Linked DNA regions of Mus musculus: region 1 is linked to region 2. A link is a contact called in public targeted proximity ligation data. All regions are on one chromosome and are shown on one strand. The core of a region is the stretch at or near the end of the contact, and the rest is flanking DNA. Distances in the headings are between cores, read along the strand shown. Region 1 overlaps Kdm2a (lysine (K)-specific demethylase 2A). Region 2 holds the start of Lrfn4 (leucine rich repeat and fibronectin type III domain containing 4).

Region 1 (4,530 bases), core at 68-2,567, 300 kb before region 2:
AGCTAGACAGATGGCTCAGTTGTTAAGAGCACATATTGCTCTTATAGAGGACTAGATTTGATTCCCAGCATTCAAGTCCAATGGTCCATAAACTCCCATAACCCCAGTTCCAGGAGATCGAATGAATGCTTTCTTCTGGCCTGAGGGCACTGCCCTTGTGCACAAACCATACTCATCCACATACATAATACACATAACTAAAAAACAGAAATCAGGGGCTGGTGATATGGCTCAGCAGTTAAGAGCACTGGTTACTCTTCCTGAAGACCTGGTTTTAATTTCTAGTATGCATGTAGTGGCTTACATTTGTAACTCCAGTTCCAGGGGTCTGATTCCTCTTTGGCCTCTATGGACACCAAACATCCACATGGTACACAGACATATACACAGACAATGTATATACAACAAATTAGCCGGTTATAATGGTTCACACTCTTAATTCCAGCACTTGGCAAAGTAGAGGAAGGTGGATCTCTGAGTTTGAGGACAGCCTGGTCTATATGAAGGTTCTAGAATAGCCAAGGCTACATAAAGAGAACTCTCCAAATAAAAAAATAAAACCTTAAGTAAATTTAAAATTTGTATTTCTCGTTAAAGATAGGGTTTCTGTGAAGCTCTAGCTGTCCTTGAATCACTCTGTAGACCAGGTGGGCCTTGAACTCAAGAGATTAAAGGCATGCAAGCACCACTCCTAGCCCCCTGCATTATGAGTTTTAAGTATGAAACAGCACCTGGGTCGGTCAGTCATTAAAATATTCTTGCTCCTGATTTGGACTGAAGCCATGGTTCTCAACCTTACAAATGTTGCGCCCCTTTAATACAGTCCTCATGTTGTGGTGGTGCCTAACCTTAAATCTGTTTTTTTTGTTGCTACTTGAAAATAGTGACTTTAGTATTGTTATGAGTCATAATGTAAATATTCTTTTAGTGGTCTTAGGCAACCCCAAAGGGACTACAACCCCCGGTTAAGAAGCTCTGGACTAGAGGCTGTGCTGATTGAGGTCCTAAACAGGGGTGGCAAGGATGAGAACAGAGGCAAAGCTGACAATCCCCTCTTCTCTGCTAACACCCAAATAGCTCATCTTCAGGAAACGTAACCAGTGTTCCATCGGTTTCTAGAGCAGAGAGCAGGGCGTCAGCTTAGGGCAACAGGATGAGTAAGAATCCACTCCTCCTGAGATAGTGAGGATTTCTGGCAGCAGGCAGTACTTCTCTGGTCACATGGTTAACCTAGAGTTGGGACAAATGCCAGCCACAGGCCATCTGGAGGCTTCAGCATGGGAGGTTGGTCTTGGTTATTGGGGCCAAGAGGTCAGAGATGCCCAGGCTGTTCCCAGGAACTGCTCTAAGTCTGTTTACTTTTGGGGAGGTCCTTTAGCCTTACCACATAAAATACTTACACATCCATTAAAGTTTGCTTTGGGGATAGGGGTTGGAGGACTGTATAGATGGCTCACTGGTTAAGAGCACTGGCTCTTCCGAAGGTCCTCAGTTCAATTCCCAGCAACCACGTGGTGGCTCACAGCCATCTGCAATGGGATCAATGCCCTCTTTCTGGCATGCAAATATGACAGAGCACTTGTATACATAAAAAAGTGTCCAAAAACTACCCTCTGACCTTTACAAGCATGGAACTCCACATGGTTACAAAAACAAGAGACTCCTCCAAGCTGCCCTGTAACCTCCACAGGTCAGAAGTATGCCATGGTATATGTACACGCCTGCAATCACATGTAAAGTACTTTTAAAATTTAACTTCATCGAGCAAGTGTTGCTTTTTGACATTAAGAAAGCTAGTAAGTATACAGGCTTGTACCACAGATGTTTCTGTCCAGAGTGGTGGGGCAGGCACTTCCTAGTTTTAGCAAGACATCAGCATGTCTATATGACCTTCTGACATCCTCTTAGATAGACATACACATACACCAAAAATGAAAGGGGTTAGTTTTTGTTTTTAAAGTCTTTTTATTTAAAAACAAAAACAAAAAAGAAAACCAAATCAAAATATTTCCCATTGGAGGCTATTTCTTTTTTTGTCTTTTAAAAATTTTATTACACAAATATCTCCCATTCCCAAGTGTCAGAAGAAAGACATCTTTGCTCTTTCTAAAACCAAGTGGGAAACTTTTAGAAAACAAAGTCCAACTAGCTTTCTTCCTTCCCTGACCCAAAATAATGCCAATGTGTCAGCTGGTGGCCTAAGACTCATTCCCTTAATGCTTACATTTAATTTAAAAATCTTAGCACAACATTGGAGATCGACTCTAAATAAGCAACAAAAAATATATATTTACAATATTTCCCACCCACCCCCAAAAAACCAAACCCTTTAAACATAGTGACTTTAGGAGTTTTATTTATTGAGCAGTTATTTTTTTAATCACCAAGTGATTTTATATTATATATATATAATTATATATATATAATTTTCTTCCTTTCCTTTGTGTTTTTTTGCCCCAGTATGTGGAAAGATGAAGGCAGAGGTCAGGTCCTGCAGTCTGAGGCCAGGCTCTGGCAAGACTGCAGCTAAGAGTAGATGCAGGACTATGAACTCGCATGTTCTACGTCCTCGGAGACACTTCTCTCTTTTTGCAAGGACCAACTCTCACCTCTAAAAACCATTCTCCCTCATAGTCCTAAAGAAAAGACCCAGCAAGGGCGTCAGTCCATCTGCCACCACCCTGAGCTCCCTTTTCCACTGACAAATTTCTGTGCGGTAAAATGCTTGCTTTTTCTAAATTCAAATGCAAAGACCAAAACCCAGACAAGCCATCAGCTTAGAAATTTCTGTGGATGAACTGTCCCAAAGGGCAGAGGCACTCTCCCGGCACAATCCCTGCTCTGAAAGGGTCTCTCCACCTCCCCTTTCATAAAAAGACAACAAACAAAACTTAGTAATTTTAGTATTTTCCACAGGAGCAACCAAAAAGAAAAAAAGTCAGGAAGCTTCTAATTATAGGTCATTAATAGTATTAATAAGGTTTTTGCTCAACACCCAGGGTTCTTTACAGAAGTTCCCCCAACTGAGGCACTCTGGAATAAGTCACTGGCGTTTCCTCAACATTTCAGGCCCAGGATTCTGGGACCTGAAGACCAATGGAATGGCAGAGGGTCAAGGGAGCAGACTGCTGTTTTTAAGGTGCAGCCAAGAGAAATCAGCAGATTGGAAGAAACAATGCCATCCCTTGCCAGAAACCCAGTTTTCCTGGAAAAAGTCTGGTTATTGCCAGGGTCAAAGCTGGGCTGAGTGGCAGAGGGGACACTTCTGCCTCTATTGCTTTGGCAGTGGCAAGGGTACAGTTAGCATCTCTCCTTGGGCGGTTCACACTTCAGACTCATGGTGCCCGGGCTCTGTCCCCTCTTGATGGAGTTTAGGAAAGTCTGAGGCTAGATTCCAGGAAATGGGGTGGGAAGTGGGAAGGGATATGTTTGGGGCTAAGAGAAGGCGGGGCAAGGCTGTGCTATCAATTATCAATCTCCTATAGATGGGGAGCAGAGTGCAAATTTGCATGTATCACTGACAAACTCTGGCCACAGGCCTCTGCTGAGCATCTCCTCATACTCTAAATATTGACCCAGAACAGTTCCGACCATTTTCTTTCTTTCATTTTTTTTTTTTTTCTAAAGTGCAAAAAGCTCTCTGCTGCCCTAGAGAGAGGATCTTTGGACAGGCCGTTCAATGCAAAGTCAAAGGGGGCAGCTTGATGGGGCTTGAAGAAGGGCGATGAGGAGTGGGAGCCATCATGCTCCCCTCCTTCCCTGCACATATGTGCAGCACACTTAGCCAGACACACAGAGGCACATGCACACACACTTCCAAGGCTGCAGGCAGAGGGTAGGTTTTCAATCAGGACTCCCCTTAAAAGGCACCAGGTCAGTGAGCTGCTAGGTTATACACAGGCCTGGGCTCAGAGGGCCATGCTAAACCAGAGCCCAGAAAAGCCTGGCTTAGAGAGGCAGGTGGGGATTCAACCAGTCTTCTGTTTCCCCCACCTGGAGAAACATGCTGCTCCTTCTGAGGACACAAATTCTAGAAAAGCCCTGCTCAGGCAGAAAGAGGACAAATGGAAAAGGGCAGTTGGTGGGCAGCAATGGGTGGGGAGTATTAATGATGCCTGTCTTAGAATATGCCTGGGTAGCAATGATATGGGCATTTCGGGGGGGGGGGGGAGGGGCAGAGTTCCAGCTCCTCTGAAGAGCTTTTGATAACCCCAAGTAAGTGCAACAAAGGACAAGTGGGTGACTAGTGGAAAAGTTTAGGGGGTGATGGCAGAATGGGGACTGTATTATGAGTGTTGGACAGCATCAAGCTCAGGGACAAGAAAAAAGGGCTATGACAGACATGGAGCAAAGCTTCAGACAACTCACAGCACCATTGAGACCTGCCAGGCCTGGTGTTTCTAGGGCTGTTGGCTCCTCCTGCAGAAGCCGGGAGAGTTTAACGGAGGAGAGACACGCAACGGACACCATGAGGAGAATCTGGCCATGGAGGCAAGGCTGCCTTCCTCCCTAGAGTATGCTCAGAACCAG
Region 2 (4,314 bases), core at 486-2,985:
CTGAGCAAAGACACCTGGGGGTAGTGCATCGATGAGGTTATGGTCCAGGTTCAGGGTATGCAGGGCAGGCATGGAGCCTATGCCAGCCCAGGGAACCTGCCGGAGGTTGTTATAGGACACATCCAGGTCCTCGAGACTGTCAAGGAAGTCGTCGAAGGCCCCGGGGGCGATGCGGCCCAGTTGATTGCCACTGAGAATGAGATGCTGGAGGTTGACAGGCCCCCGTAGGCTGCTGCTGCCCAGCTCCACCAGCCTGTTGCCATCCAGGTGCAAGGAGCGCAGGCTCTCCAGGTCCCCAAAGGAGCGAGCCCCAATGCGGGTGATGGCATTTCGAGACAATGTTAGGTCCACCAGCCCTGTCATGTTGCGGAAGTCAGGTGGTCCCAGGGCCTGGATGAAGTTGTCGGCCAGGCGCAGTTCAACTGTGCGCCTGTCCACGTTGGGTGGCACAAACAGCAGGCCTCGGTGGGCACAAAGGGTGCTGAGTGACTCCGACAGGTTCTGGCACACACAGGGTAGCGGGCAAGCAGCGGCTCCACTGGCCAGCAGCAGCAATAGGAGCGGCGGGGCCATGGTGAGTGCCCTGTGGGAAAGGGCCGCAGCCCCAGGCACAGGTGGGGCTAGGGCACGTGCCCACTTGTGCCCAGGGCACAGTCCCAGGAACCAGTTTCCAGAGTCTGAACTGGGGAAGGTTTGGGTAAGAGGCTCACAGAGGACCCCAGGGAGAAAAGATGGCTGGGGCTGCAGACTAGGGCCCCCCAGAGTAAAGGTCACATTTCCCAAGCAGTTGAAGGGAGTCCAGGTACTGGGAACAAGGTGAGGCCTGAGGCAGGAAGTGGAGGAGGGCCAAGAGCAGGGAGGGTCCGGGAACTTCCTTCTGGCATCCTCTGGAATGGCCAGCCCCCTCCCCCCTCCCTGCCTTCCTCTTCGTGGCTGAGGATGGCGTCCCCCAAATCCCTGGCGTGGACTGTGGCTCCTCCCCGGGCGGGCCTCCCTCTGAGCCCTGTCGGGGCGGGGGAGGGGGGGCTCACCTGGTGTCCGTCGCTCAGGGGGCGCGGGCTGGCCTCCCCGCGGACCCAGCCGGCCCCTGCCGACTCCAGGCCGCTCTCTCGCGGGGGCGAGGCCGGGCCCGCCAGCCGCGCGCCCTCCGGCCCATGGCGCTCGGGCCCTCGGCCCCGGCTCTCTCGGCTCCCGGCACCTTTTCTCCGCGCCGTTCGCGGTGGCGGCGGCGGCGACAGGCAGGCGGGTGCGCGCTGGCGGACGCGCGCGCCGCGAACACGCACGTGGAAGGTGGACCGGGAGGGGCACAGGGATCCACCCGGGCCCCAGCCGGGCTCGGGAGGTCACGGGGACACGCGGCCACTGCAGCGCCCACGGGTGGCGCCCAGTCACGCCCGAGGCCCAGCCAAACCCTCCGCTCTGCCCCACGGCGCTGCCGCAGCGCACTCACCCTGGCACGGACGCGCGCGCCCTCGGCCACCCTGGCGCCCAAGCATCCTGCAACCGCTCAGGCGGGCGCCGCGGCTCTGCAGACAACCAGACAAAGCGCCAGCTCTAGGCCTCTTTACCATCTCCCAGAGACGGGTCTTTGTCACATGTCTCTGGGCACCCTCCCCAACACGCCCACATATGCCCACACACCCACACGTCCCCGCACCCACGGGCAGGGCCGGGTGCAAACCCGCACTGTTACTGGGACCCCCGCGTTCGCAGACACACACTGAAGGTCACAACCGTTCTGCATCACCGCGTCACGTGAAGAATCCCCCACAGGCCCGGGCCCTTTGGGGGGGGGGGTGCGGGCTGGGGTGGCGCCCCCAACAGGGCTTCTGCGGGTGGGGCCTGAGGGCTTGGCCAGGGGACTGGCGTCGTGCCCCGCCCCACCGCGCCCCTCCCTTCTCTGCTCGGTCTCCCTCCCGCCCTGCCGGGCGCTCCCCAGCCAACCGGCCTCCGCCTCCGGCTGGATTGGTCTGTGCTGCGCGGTTTCCCAGCAGGCTGGCTGTGGCACGCTGTTTGAAGCTGTGCGTCAGTGGTCCTCTCCGTGTCATAGCTCCGCCTTCCCTCTTCCAGAGGGGCCGCCTCCTCGGGAGTGTAGTCCGAACGGTCTAAAATGTGAGGTGGACTCAGAACCAAGTTGGGTATCGTGTTTGTCTCCCAGGAGTGCTTTCACTTAGTTGGGACAGGAAGTTACCACCTCCTGCGGGGCATCTTCTCGTCCCAGGCTACCTGGACCCCATCTTGCTCTTCCCCTCCCTCCATACCTGACTCTAAGGAGTGCGTGGGTGGCAGGAACTAGGGGAGAAAGAGATTGGATTTTAGTCCTGCCTGGTACAGCTGCCCAGCCTTGAGCAAGTTACTTAACTACAGAAGCGCTTTTCTCATGGAGACCCAGGGCTGTTAATTGCCTGTACCATTCACACCTAAGGAAACCCTGCAGCTTGAGGGGCCTAAGTCCTTGCAGCTGGAAGCCAATGCTTGGTTTGTTGCTGGGACACCCCAGCTGTTGCAAAAATAATTTGGATCTTTGGTCATCTGTGATATGAGGTGGTGGCAAGTACTTCTTTTTCTTTCTCTAGAGTTTCCATTCACTCCAAATATACACGTATTCTAGTATCTGCCATGTGGTAGCCTGTTGTGGGAGCCAGGTGGTTCCTGGCCCCATTCCTACTGCCAGGGAGCTTCCCAGCAGAGGCAATGGTGGGAGGTCCAGTAGTCGCAAAGGGGAGGAATTTGCGTGGTGGCTGGGGACTTCGAGGGTCCTTCTCACCCTTATGCAGTTCTTCAGATGGCTTTACAGTTAAGTGCCATGCTTTGGTCCCTTTTAGGGGAGGGTGCATGGGCAAGTTTCCAGGAGACGAGCAGATGCAAGGCCCACACACCCACACAGATAGCTGGGTCCTGCTTTGTAATCATTAATGACTTCCTATCAGAAGCTGGTGGGCAAGGGTGACTGTGTAGAGGCAGCTTGGGGGAAATGTGTGGATTGAGCAGAAGAGATTAAGAGTACAGGATTGGTCATGAGACAGGGGTCCAGCATGCCCAGCCACACAGGAAAAGATGGGTAGGCAGGGTAGAGGGCAAGGTATCCATCTGGCAGATAGGCTGGGAGCATGGGATGCAGGGCTTGCTGAGCTCCATGGGGAGTGCAGATGTACTAGAGATGGTTCCACTTGGCTCCAGAGACAGAGACTGTCATAGGAGCAGCAGGTCCTGATCAGGATATCCTAAGGACAATAGCATGTGAGAAGTGGAAGGGTAGAAGAAGAGGTCAGGAAAGAGTGTCTAGGTGGGAGCTGTTAGCAAGAAGATGGGAGGATGCCTTTGGAATTAGCAGGAGGTGGCCTCGTGAAAATTGCTTCAAGAAGCGTGGTTGGCAGGGGTTAAAGGGTGGTGTGTGCTGCTCCCGGAGCTAGGTTCTAGGCCTTGGGAGGTGTTAGATCTTAGTGTGTGGACTGAATCACAAGGGGATGGCATTGGCATATGTTCTGGGGTGAGTAAAGGCGGAGGGTGTGCGTCTAGCCCCTGGCAACTCCAGGGATTGCCGGAATGCTGGTGAGGTGGGGGAAGCCTCAGCGCTCCAGAGGAGCACCCGAGTCTCCCATTCCCTCCCTTAAGCTGCCCAGTGACCCCTCCGCCTCTGTCTTGCAGACCAACATCCCCTTCCTGCAGAATGTTCTCAACAACCAGCAGTTCCTGGCAGGCACAGTGGACACCCAGTTCATCGATGAGAACCCTGAGCTGTTCCAGCTTCGGCCTGCACAGAACCGGGCCCAGAAGTTGCTACATTACCTCGGTCTGCCTGCGCTGCCCTTCTCTTTCCTGCTGACTTTTTCTTATCTCCCACCCTGTACCCCTGCCCTTGTTAAGGTCCTGCACCCTCCTTTCTGTCCACATGTCCCTTATTAGGTTTCCACTGCCTAGACCCAAGAGGCCCAGGTGTCCTGGAGAAAGCCTCCTTCCCAGAACCCACTACTCACACTGCTGCCCTGGACTCCTCTGAGCAGCCCTGACCCAGTGCCCACTTTCTCCCCAGGACATGTCATGGTGAATGGCCCTACCACTCCAATCCCTGTCAATGTGAGCCCCAGTCCTGTGGATCCTGCTGTTCCTGTGGTGCCCATAGGTAGGTTGAGGTCCATTTTTAACATCGCAAAGGGACAGTGGGAGGTGGCTGCCGTAAGATAGGCGTTGATGTTCTTGTCTACCCTAGGCCCACCTCCAGCTGGTTTCAGGGACATCCTTCTGCGAGAAGGGCCAGAGGGCTTTGCCCGAGCTGTGCGGAATCACCAGGGGCTGCTGTTGATGGACACAACC

The links.
Region 1: a contact with region 2 is called in a targeted proximity ligation map of pancreatic cancer cells. A contact is called at or near these places in 2 of 39 promoter capture datasets (the HPC-7 cell line and hippocampal neurons) and 1 of 130 datasets of targeted methods (pancreatic cancer cells).

The regions. Positions count from the first base shown.
Region 1 is chr19:4,314,199-4,318,728 of GRCm38.p6, forward strand. It overlaps Kdm2a (lysine (K)-specific demethylase 2A), which reads right to left. Exons shown (of 21, transcript NM_001001984.2): 21 at 1,946-4,530. Among named protein-coding and RNA genes, the nearest start is that of Grk2, 10 kb to the left of the region's middle.
Region 2 is chr19:4,613,932-4,618,245 of GRCm38.p6, forward strand. Lrfn4 (leucine rich repeat and fibronectin type III domain containing 4) reads right to left here and starts at 1,736. Exons shown (of 3, transcript NM_153388.4): 1 at 1,032-1,736; 2 at 1-583. The coding sequence starts at 573. Pcx (pyruvate carboxylase) reads left to right here. Exons shown (of 20, transcript NM_008797.3): 11 at 3,649-3,793; 12 at 4,034-4,123; 13 at 4,211-4,314.